Linked DNA regions of Sus scrofa: region 2 is linked to region 1. A link is a contact called in public Hi-C data. All regions are on one chromosome and are shown on one strand. The core of a region is the stretch at or near the end of the contact, and the rest is flanking DNA. Distances in the headings are between cores, read along the strand shown.

Region 1 (4,537 bases), core at 1,387-3,886:
CGAGTGCTCGGCAGGACTTGCAGAAGGGGGGCAGGCCTGCCTCCGAACAGGGCCTGGGCACTCTGCGTCCGGGGCCCCATCAGCCTGGATCACTCTGGGGCTCCCAGCCTCTCCAGGCAGCAGGCACTGGGGGGCTGCCTTTATCTTCTGACTTAAACCCTTCCAGTAACCCAGTGAGGCCAGTGCTACCGAGATCCCATCTCCCAGACGGGGAAACTGAGGCTCAGAGCCATGGGCGGACAGCTCAAGGCCAGGCAGACTGTGGCTGGCATCGCTGGGAGTCACACCTGGGCCAGTCTTCCCGCAAACAGGTGGCTTCTTGGGGCCCACACAACTAGCACTTTTGGGGGACTCGGCAGACGCCCTGCCCCCGGCTCTTCTAAGGGATAAGACTTCTGATCACGAAAGCGTAGAAGACGGAAAGGTCAGACTGCGTGGCCCACAAGGCCAACGCCACGGAATCCAAAGGAGGAAGCAGCTCGGGCCGGCGGGGCAGTCCAGGAGGGCTTCCTGGAGGAAGGGCCGGGGATGGCCAGTGTTCCCTGTCAGAGCCCCAGGGCCACGTCGCCAAGACCACTTGGGGATCATCCACTTGGGGTCTTTCCTCGGCTGCATCCACGCCCAGCCAGGAGGCCCCGACACAGGCTGGAGGCCAGCTGAGCCTCAGAGAGGAAGAGGGGGCCCAAGCCCCGAGCTTAGCCAGGACCCCCCATCCCTGCGGACCCCCCGCCCCAGGACACAAGGCTCTTGATCAGCGCGTGTCCGTGGGCTCCTGGGGGGAAGGAGGGCTGTGTTTCCTGTGGGGGCAGGAGGCTTTCAGGGGCTCCGAGGCGTCAGGGCCAGGATGCCCCAGCGGAGAACTGGCCTCGGGTGACACCTCAGTGGGAAGGTTTCAGGGTAGCGGCTCCCAAATCCCTCAGCATCCGCACACGCCCACAGCACTGCCACCCCCCCAGCACCGCCCGTCTCTGCAATTCCCGAGAGGACGCTCCACCTCCTTACCCCAACCTGCCCGCAGATGGTTACGGAAGGAACCATCCCCTACAGCCAGACCTGGACATTCGGACCCCCCCCCACCCCACCCACCACCGCAGGCAGGGAGAAAGGCGAGGCCTCGGTACAGTGCTTGCTGGAGGCTGACCAGCGGCCAGAACCGCTCGTCTGACCCCTGCCTGGCGCTCCAGCCCCACCCCAGGCCCACGGAACGTCCGGCAAAGAGCATCAGCCCCAGGACAGCGCAGCCCACGGCCAAGGCCCGAGCAGGCAGGGGGAGGGGGACAGAGAGCTCCCTGCTGGGCGAGGGCCAGCGGCTACTTTCCATGGAAAAAATGTCTTCAGACCCCCAGAGCCCCGGAGGCCTCAGCCCACGGTCAAGGCTCTGCTGTAGCCACTGCCGAATCGCTTCCTGGACAGACAGCCCCCCTCGCCCCCAACCCCGTTCTAAGCCAGGCTCCGCCCCCTGCCCCTCGGTCACAGCGAGGGCCGCCTCCAGGCTGAGCCGCACCGCCAGGCACCACGGCCCCCAGCAGACCCCTGGCCCTCTGCTCTGGCCCGGCCCCACTGCGAGCCCCCTGTCCTCCAGGAGGTCGCCGGCCACCTGCACAGTGGAAAGGAGAGCTGCGGCTGGTTTCACGCTGGGCCCTCTGAGCCCATGGGGGGCTTTGCTCAGGGGTGACCCTGGAGGGCGGCCTCTGGCCCTGGCACCAGTCAGCCGCCGATAAACGCCCGTCCACTGGAATGAGACCCCATCTGTGCTCTGTCACTGGGCTCTCTGCTAGGTTTTATTTCAAGAAATGTTCCTGAGACACAACGCTGGCCAGCTGTGCAGACCCCTCCAGAGTGACTCCTCAGGGTTGGCAGGGCTCGTGCGTGACGGGGCTTTAGGAGTGGCTGGCAAGGCCCTTCCTGCCCAGGTAGCCCTGCCTCTAGGGGTGGGAGGGGCCTGAGGCTGTGGTGAACTTGGCCCCGAGGCCTGGGTGTGCGGCGTGTCCATGGGGAGTCCGTGCGGGGGCCACGGGGGGCACGTCAGCTCCTGTCCAGTCTCAGGGCCCCTGGCTCAGGGACAGGCCCCCTGGAGATCCCATCTGGAGGTGCTGGGACAAGCAGGGTCCTGACTCAGGGGCCAGGGACAGGGGTGGGCTACCATCCTCGCTCCCCTCCAGGGCCCACGGTAGCCAGATGCTGGGGACACCGTGAGGGTCCCAGCTCCTGGTCCCCGGCCTCAGGGCAGACAGTGGAAAGAGCTGGAGTCCTGAGGGCTTGAGCCAGCCCCGCGGCCCCAGGGGGCCCTCCCAGACCCGGGGCCTCTCCGTGTGGATGACGAGGCCTGGAGGGAAGCGGAGCAGGCCCAGGAACCCGGCAGTTTCCATCCGGGCCAGCGGGCTCTCGGCGGGGTTGGGAGAGACTGAACTTTTCGGGAGGAGCCTGGTGGGCGGCCCCCTCCTCCCGCCTGGCTCAGGCCGCGGGGCGGAGACCAGATAAGCAGGACTCCCCGTGCCAGGGACCCCGTCCCCCCGCTTCTGCAAAAGACCCCAGGTCTCCAGCTCCCCGGGCTCGAGTCGGCCTGGGACCTGCTTCTTGCAGCAGCGACGTGTGTGCCGGGCCCCAGGCGCTTCAGAGGTTCCCCTGACGTCACCCGCATGGTTTGAATGGGCAGTGACTTCGAAACCCTCAGAGGCATAATTGCAGTTGTCTTTGCAAAGTGAAATCAGATGGTTTTTCCAAACCTCCGGGCCCGGCCCTCCCCCACCCCCGCTCCCACTCTCTTTTTATTCCGCTCCTTGGACCCCGGCCAGATGTTTCCTGCAACAGCAAACCCTCCAGACGTGGACAAAAGGAGAAGCGAGCGCGCAGCTTCCTGCCGGCTCGGGTGGAAGTGGCGACGTGGCAGGGCGGGATGGCGGCCGCTGCTGCAGCCGGGCCCCGGGGCCCGACGCCCGCGGGACGTGGCCGAGGGGCCCCAGGGCCCCAGGAACAGCCCCTCTCCATGGATGCAGGGCCCTGGCCCGGCTGTGGCCCTGGGAAGAGCCAGGCAGAGCTCGAGGGCGGGCCTGGGGCCCCGGCTGAGCCGGGTGGGATCCCTGCTCCGCGCTCACACACGTGGGCCACCCCCACTGGTCACCTCTCCACAGGCGCCCCCAGGCGGGCTTAATCTTGATTCTTTGTAGAAACGCTTTGGACAATTCGTTGTCTAAAGGTTTTTGTGAACACAGCGGCTTCCCGGGCGGTTCCTGCCATCAGCCTGGGCAGCACTCAAGCAGCCTCACCGGAGACCCCAACTGCAGCAAGAGAGACTTCAGTTAGACCAAAGAAGACCGCAGGGGTGGGACCCAGGAGGACCTGGTTACAGACAAGTTGTGAGAATATCCTCCCACCCCTCATCCCTGCAGCACATGAGAGAAGGTTCTGGAAGGCACAGGCACATGCACAACAGCCTCAGAAAACAGTGGTAGGACCAGATAATACCATCCAGTGGCCTGGCCAATCCAGCTAAGATTTATGACCCAGCTATTTGTAGCTAAACCTGTACACCCCACAGTGTTTGTAACTAAAAGATGGCAAAATATTGGCACAGGCTCACGGGCAGAAATAAGAGGATTTAAACCAGCAGTTCTTCAGGGGGCACCTGCTAGGAGTTCCCTGAAAGTCCTTGTTTTCTTCAGACCCTACCTGGGGAACCAGCAATGACATTAGAAAATGTTCTTTTCCCTACTGTGTACCCAGAGAACTCCTATGTACCCTTCAGTGCCCAGCACAAACGCCACCTCCTCCGGGTAGCGTTCCAGCCATTTCCCCCACAGGCTGCTCCCTCCTGTGACTTCCCACAGCACCTTGAACATGGCCTCCCCACCCACCCCCGGCCCCGATCAGCCCACATCTGCTGCCCGCATGCAGCCCCAAAAGAATGTTCTAGACTTTCCCAGTCTCATATGCCAGCCGCTGTCCACATGTGGCTCTTGAGAGTGTGAAACGTGGCTTGTATATGGGGGTGTGCCGTAAGTGTAAAAGATACACCCACTCTCAGACTTGGCCCCCAAAAGGAAAATGCATAATAGCTCATTAATAATGTTTAGATTGCTCGCATATTGAAATAATAATCGTCTGACGTATTGGTTTAAATAAAATATATTATGAAATTCATGTGGCTTTTAATGTGGCGACGAGACAGTTTGCAGTCACACGCAGGCCACATTCCAGCCTCCGGGACAGACTCGGCTCTCCCCAAGCCAACACTAGGCCTGGCCCGTGTGGTTTCCAAGCAGTGTTTGTTGAGTGAATAAGTAAACGTATGGGCACTGGGGCCCTGAGCCTCAGACCCGCCCCAGCGTGAGCCCTGGCCGTCCCGTTGAAATACAGAGGACGGGCGAATTTTCCCGAACACGGCTCTCTGCTCTGGAGTCCACACCCAGCCCTGTGTTGTGTCATCAGCCCCTCTGGGCCCCTGGCCTTGTACTGGGGTCTCAGGGCACCCTGGGGAGAAAGCAGGGCTCCTCCAGGGGAAGACAGGGAGCCCCCAGGAGTGAGAAGCCCAGGGTCA
Region 2 (4,537 bases), core at 657-3,156, 430 kb before region 1:
CAGAGGCTGCGAGCTGGCTGAGGAGCAGGGCAGGAAAACAAGTGGCTGGTTGACTCACAGCGGGCACGTAATTTAGAAATCAGATCTCCGCCCCGTAAGGCGAGCAGGGAGGCTCGCGCAGCCTCGCTCCGCCGCTCCCTGAAGCTGGAGATGAAGCACCCGCGGCAAGAGCCGGCATCCAGCAGCAGCCTATTAGCCCAGAGCCGCAACGACCCCAAGCCCCGGCAATGTGCCTGCTGGCAGCCTGGCGAAAGCTGCCCGAGAAGCCGCCAGGCTTCCAACTCGCGCAGGCTGCCACCCACGAGCCATTTGGCGGATGCCACCAGTAACTCAGTCCTGAGGTGTGCAGGGGTCACACCCAACCTCAGTCCTGAGGTGTGCCCATCACGAAACCTCAGCTGGGCATGGCTGCTGACATGGGGATATGGCTGGTGTCACCTTGCAGCCCAGCTCAGGTGGTCTGGACCACCAGGTACACGCGGCAGACACGATGGCCCGAAACACTCCCTGAGCACAGACTCTGCAGCCTGCCCAGGGGCCTCAGGTCACCTCCCTGCTATTTTTAGTGTGGAGATGGGGAGAAGTTAGGCGCAGGGAGTCCATAGGAGACGCATTTCATTTCATTCATTTCCAACCCCAGGAGCTCAGGACCCAGAGCAGAAACAAAGTCGTTTGGAAGAAAACGCTGCATGCAGTTCTTGAAAGAGCAGGTGCCGGAGGGATGAAGGTCTCAGGAAGGGCCACCAGGATGCCTCCTCCCGGAGCGCCGCGCCCTTGACCGCCAAAACCCAGTGGGAAGCTGCGTGTCCTTCACCTCTCCTTTTAGCCAAGAGGGAGCCCGCCTGGGGCTCGCCCCTTCCGCCCCCACCCGCCCTGCCACCGAGGGGGGTGGCTCCAGCCTCCACCTAGGTCCGCGCAGCCCAGCGGAGGCCCTGGCTCTTGCCCCCTCCCCTAAGGCTTGGAGAGGGAGGAGAAGCATTAGGGGGATAGAGTGGGAGGGGGCGCAGAAGGTGAGGGGCGAGCTGCACAGCTGTGCCTCCCCGGCCCCGCCCGAGCCTCTGCACCCTGGCGGGCCGCGGACCGGTGGCCCTCGGCAAGGGGATGGGGCGGGAAAGGCGCTCAGGGACTTTGAGGGCAGGAGCTCCCGCGCGCCGGGGCCCCACTCCTGCCGGTCCAGTCGCCTTTTGCAAAGTAGGGCGGGCTCACTTCCGAGCCCAGGCTGGACCCAGCGACACTGGGGCGGACGGCGTCTCCACCCCTTACCTGCCGAGTGACCTTGGGTAAGTCCCCAAGACCCCTGCCTCAGCTTCCTCACCCCATCAACGGGGGCTTGCTAGCTGAATGAGGACTCCGAGCCTCGGCGTCCCTGGCAGGCTCCCTGGCCCCGACAGGGCACCCGGCAGAGGCAGGAAGCATCGCCTGGAGGGGACCTCGACCCGAGGAGAGGAGGGCGCTGGGGCCGGAGGGAGCAGGGTCGCCGCCGCAGCGCGCAGGAGCCACCGCGGGTCCCCCCGCGCGTGCCCTTGCCCTGCGCCCTGCTCCCCGCGCGGCGCGCGCCCGGGGCTGGGGACCGGGAGGGGGCGGGGAGGAGGCCCCGCCAGGGCGGGCGGCGGGCGCACTTACGCCGGTGCTGCGGTCCAGCGTCCCGCCGCTGGCCGCCGAGAGCTTGGTGGTGTTGAGGCCCACCAGCGAGGGCAGCGTCTGGGACATCCAGTTGGTGATCATGGCCATGGTGCTGAGCACAACCCCGATCTTGAGCAGCGGCACCGACATCGCGCCTCGAGTGCCTCCTGCGCCCGCGCCGCGCCGGCGCCGGCTCCGCGCCCCGGGCAGCCTTCAGGCGGCGGGCACCGCGGCGGGCAGGGGCGCCCGGCCGTGTCCCCGCGCCCCCTCGGCCCGCCGCCGCCCGCCCGCCGCCGCCGCCGCCCCGCGCGTCCCGGCCATGGTCGCGCCGCCCCGGGCGCCCGGGAGAGTGGCCGCCCCGCCGCTGGCCCCCGTCCGCTGCCGCCCGCCGCCGGGAAGGGCCGCCGGCTCCGGCTCCGGCTCCGGCTCTGAGCGCCGCGCTGGCTGCGCGCGCGGGGGCCGCGGCCGGGAGGCGGGGACACTGCCGGGCGGCGGCCGACGCAATCTGCCCAGGAAATGGGTGGATTTTTCCTCTCCACTCCGGCTCCCCGCCGCCCCCTGGCTGCTGCCGGCGACGTCTGCAGAGCCCTGCCGCCGAGGAGTTGGGAGGGGGTGACCCGGGAAGAAAGACAGACCACCGCCCCTCAACTCATCAAAATCCGCCCGCGCAGATGGCAGCGGCCTTAGCGCACCAGCTGGCCGCTGCCCTCCCACCCTCAAGGCCGCCAGCGAGCCAGGGCGGGCGCCCCTCTGAGACCCCACAGGGCTCGCTTCGTGGCTGCTGAGGACCTATCCTGCGGTGGCTCCTCGCTCCTGACAGCCGGGCAGCGCCCTGAAACCCAGCCTGGAAGGCGAGCTGGAGCCCAGCTCCAAAAGCAGCCCCTGGGGGGCTCTCCAGCTCCAGGGTTGCGGGAGGGGGTCAGGGAGAGGGAAAAGGCCCTTCAGGGAGCCGGGGACAGCCAGGAGCCCCTGGGTCTTTGCTGGCAGTGGAAGCACTGCCCAGTGCGGGCTCCTGGGTGCAGACCTGCTGGAGTGGTGCAGGAGCTGGGTCTGGGTTTGGGGTTCCCACCTGCCGGCAGGATTGCTAAAGCGGCCACACCCAGGACAAGAGTGGTGCAGGTGGGGCCCAGGTCAGGGACCTGGGGTCTGTGGCTGGGGAGCAGGGGTGAGTGTCCTCCGGCTCCCGCGGGGGCTCCTGGTGCCCAGGCAGAGAGCTAGCGCGGGCTGGCACGAGCCCCCAGCCCTGGACAGCATCAGCGCCAGGACACGTGTGAGTCTCTTGGAAGTGCAGGCCTGACTGGGTCAAACCCCTTGATAGGGTTTTAGAATGTGCAGGAGGCTCTTCTCACGGGAGATGGAAGATGCACGTCCTCCAGGCCCCCGTTAAACCTTCCCAGCCATTTGGGGAGTAGAGAACCCCCACCTCACTCACTGCCCTCTTCTCTGCCTGGGAGAAAATTCATCTCCCTTCCCGGATGGGGACTGAGGGTGGACGTCAGCACGAAGGAGCTAGCCTTCCTCCGGTCAAGCTGGACCGCACCTTCCAGGGCTCCTCTCTCTGCTCGGGTCCCTCTGTAGAGGGGACTCAATCACGGCCAGGGTGGTCCTGGCCTGAGCCTTGGGGGTGAGACCTTTGAGCTGAAGGGTCCCCCAGATTTGTTTTCCTGGCTAATGCACAGGATCTGGGGCAGCGGCTGGGCTGGAAGCAGCGAATTCCAACGGTTGGGGAAGCGCGCCACCTCCCAGCGCGAGCGGGTACTGCAGGCTCTGCTGGGTCCACGCTGAGTGCAGGTGCTGGGGCGGCAGTCACCCCAGCTCCGCCTCCTTTCTCTTTCAACGACCCTCTAACACAGATTTAGGGCCGAAAGCTGTGCCAACCCAAATCACTCACACCTGCTTCGCACCGCAGAAGGACACTGACCACTTATTTGTTGGACCAACTGTATAGAGCAGATTCCCGGGCACCGTGCAAACGAAAACTTAGCTACCACCAACTGAGTACATGCATTGCCAAGAAAGGCATCTCAGAGTGGTCACTCCGTGGGCAGACTCTGGGGCCAGACAGCCCGGGATTGAGCCCTGCTTCTGCCGCTTATTGGTTGTGAGGTCCTGGCGGAGGCAATTAGCCCTCCTGTGCCTCGGTTTCCCCATCTGTAAAATGCATTTCATAAGAGCAGCCGTTCTTTCTGGGGCATGTGAGGACTCAGTGACTCAGTGTGGAAGCAGATGTGGTGGCAGATAAGGGGGATCCTCCCTGTCACCCCCCTTTTTCAGAAGACCAAAGGGGCTCAGGGGAGACCCTCAGCTGAGCCACCAGTGACCGGTGCGTGAGCCCCTGGCAGAGCGGGGATTCAATGCTCCCAGCAACCCCTGTCACCTCCCCTAAGAGCTGATTGGCTGAGGACCACGCCCAAGATGCTGTGGATGCAGAGGCGCAGATGTGATGCCGAGGAGGTGCTGATGGCCGTGCAAACCGCTCCCAATACCCAGAGCCATACCTTCCAGGAAGGTGCGCTCCAAACGGGCAGATGCAGAGAACTTACAAAACCTCTCCTGATCTTGAAGAACTTGAGATTTCACGGCTGTCATGTCCCTGGGGATTTCTAACTGCTGCTCTAAAGAGAGGAGGGCCAACCCAGCCGGGCTTCTCCCCAGAGGAAATGAGAACCAGGTCGTTTGCAGCGATGAACCCAAGTCTGCTCCCAAGACCTGGCAGAGGCTAGACGCCCCCCTCCACCCCATCCCCAGCTTGAGGGGCTGCCTTCCACGCTCTAGGGGACAGGCAATTAGAGGCAGCCTGGAGATTTGAAACCCCCTTATCGTATTTCTCCTGAGCTAGCAATCCTGCTGGGGCGCCAGAAAGGGCGTGTGGCAACCCCTAAGACGCGGCTGAGAAGCAGCCGTTTTAAAATGC

The links. A called contact is a pair of places that touch in the nucleus more often than the background predicts.
Region 2: a Hi-C map of embryonic fibroblasts shows a contact between it and region 1, with 17 times the contacts expected there. The contact joins the promoter of OLFM1 here to the enhancer-like site in region 1. A contact is called at or near these places in 8 of 47 Hi-C or Micro-C datasets (embryonic fibroblasts, fetal skeletal muscle, heart right ventricle and 4 more).

Annotation. Positions count from the first base shown.
Region 1 is chr1:273,808,385-273,812,921 of Sscrofa11.1, reverse strand. No RefSeq gene overlaps it. Among named protein-coding and RNA genes, the nearest start is that of RXRA, 110 kb to the right of the region's middle. Within about 2 kb of position 2,636, at least 29 of the 83 cell types and tissues checked have an H3K27ac peak or open chromatin away from gene starts, as enhancers often do. A contact at or near this core is called in fetal skeletal muscle, mesenteric adipose tissue, omental adipose tissue and 2 more, where this site is marked.
Region 2 is chr1:274,233,610-274,238,146 of Sscrofa11.1, reverse strand. It overlaps OLFM1 (noelin), which reads right to left and starts at 1,906. Exons shown (of 6, transcript XM_021071662.1): 1 at 1,624-1,906. The coding sequence starts at 1,773.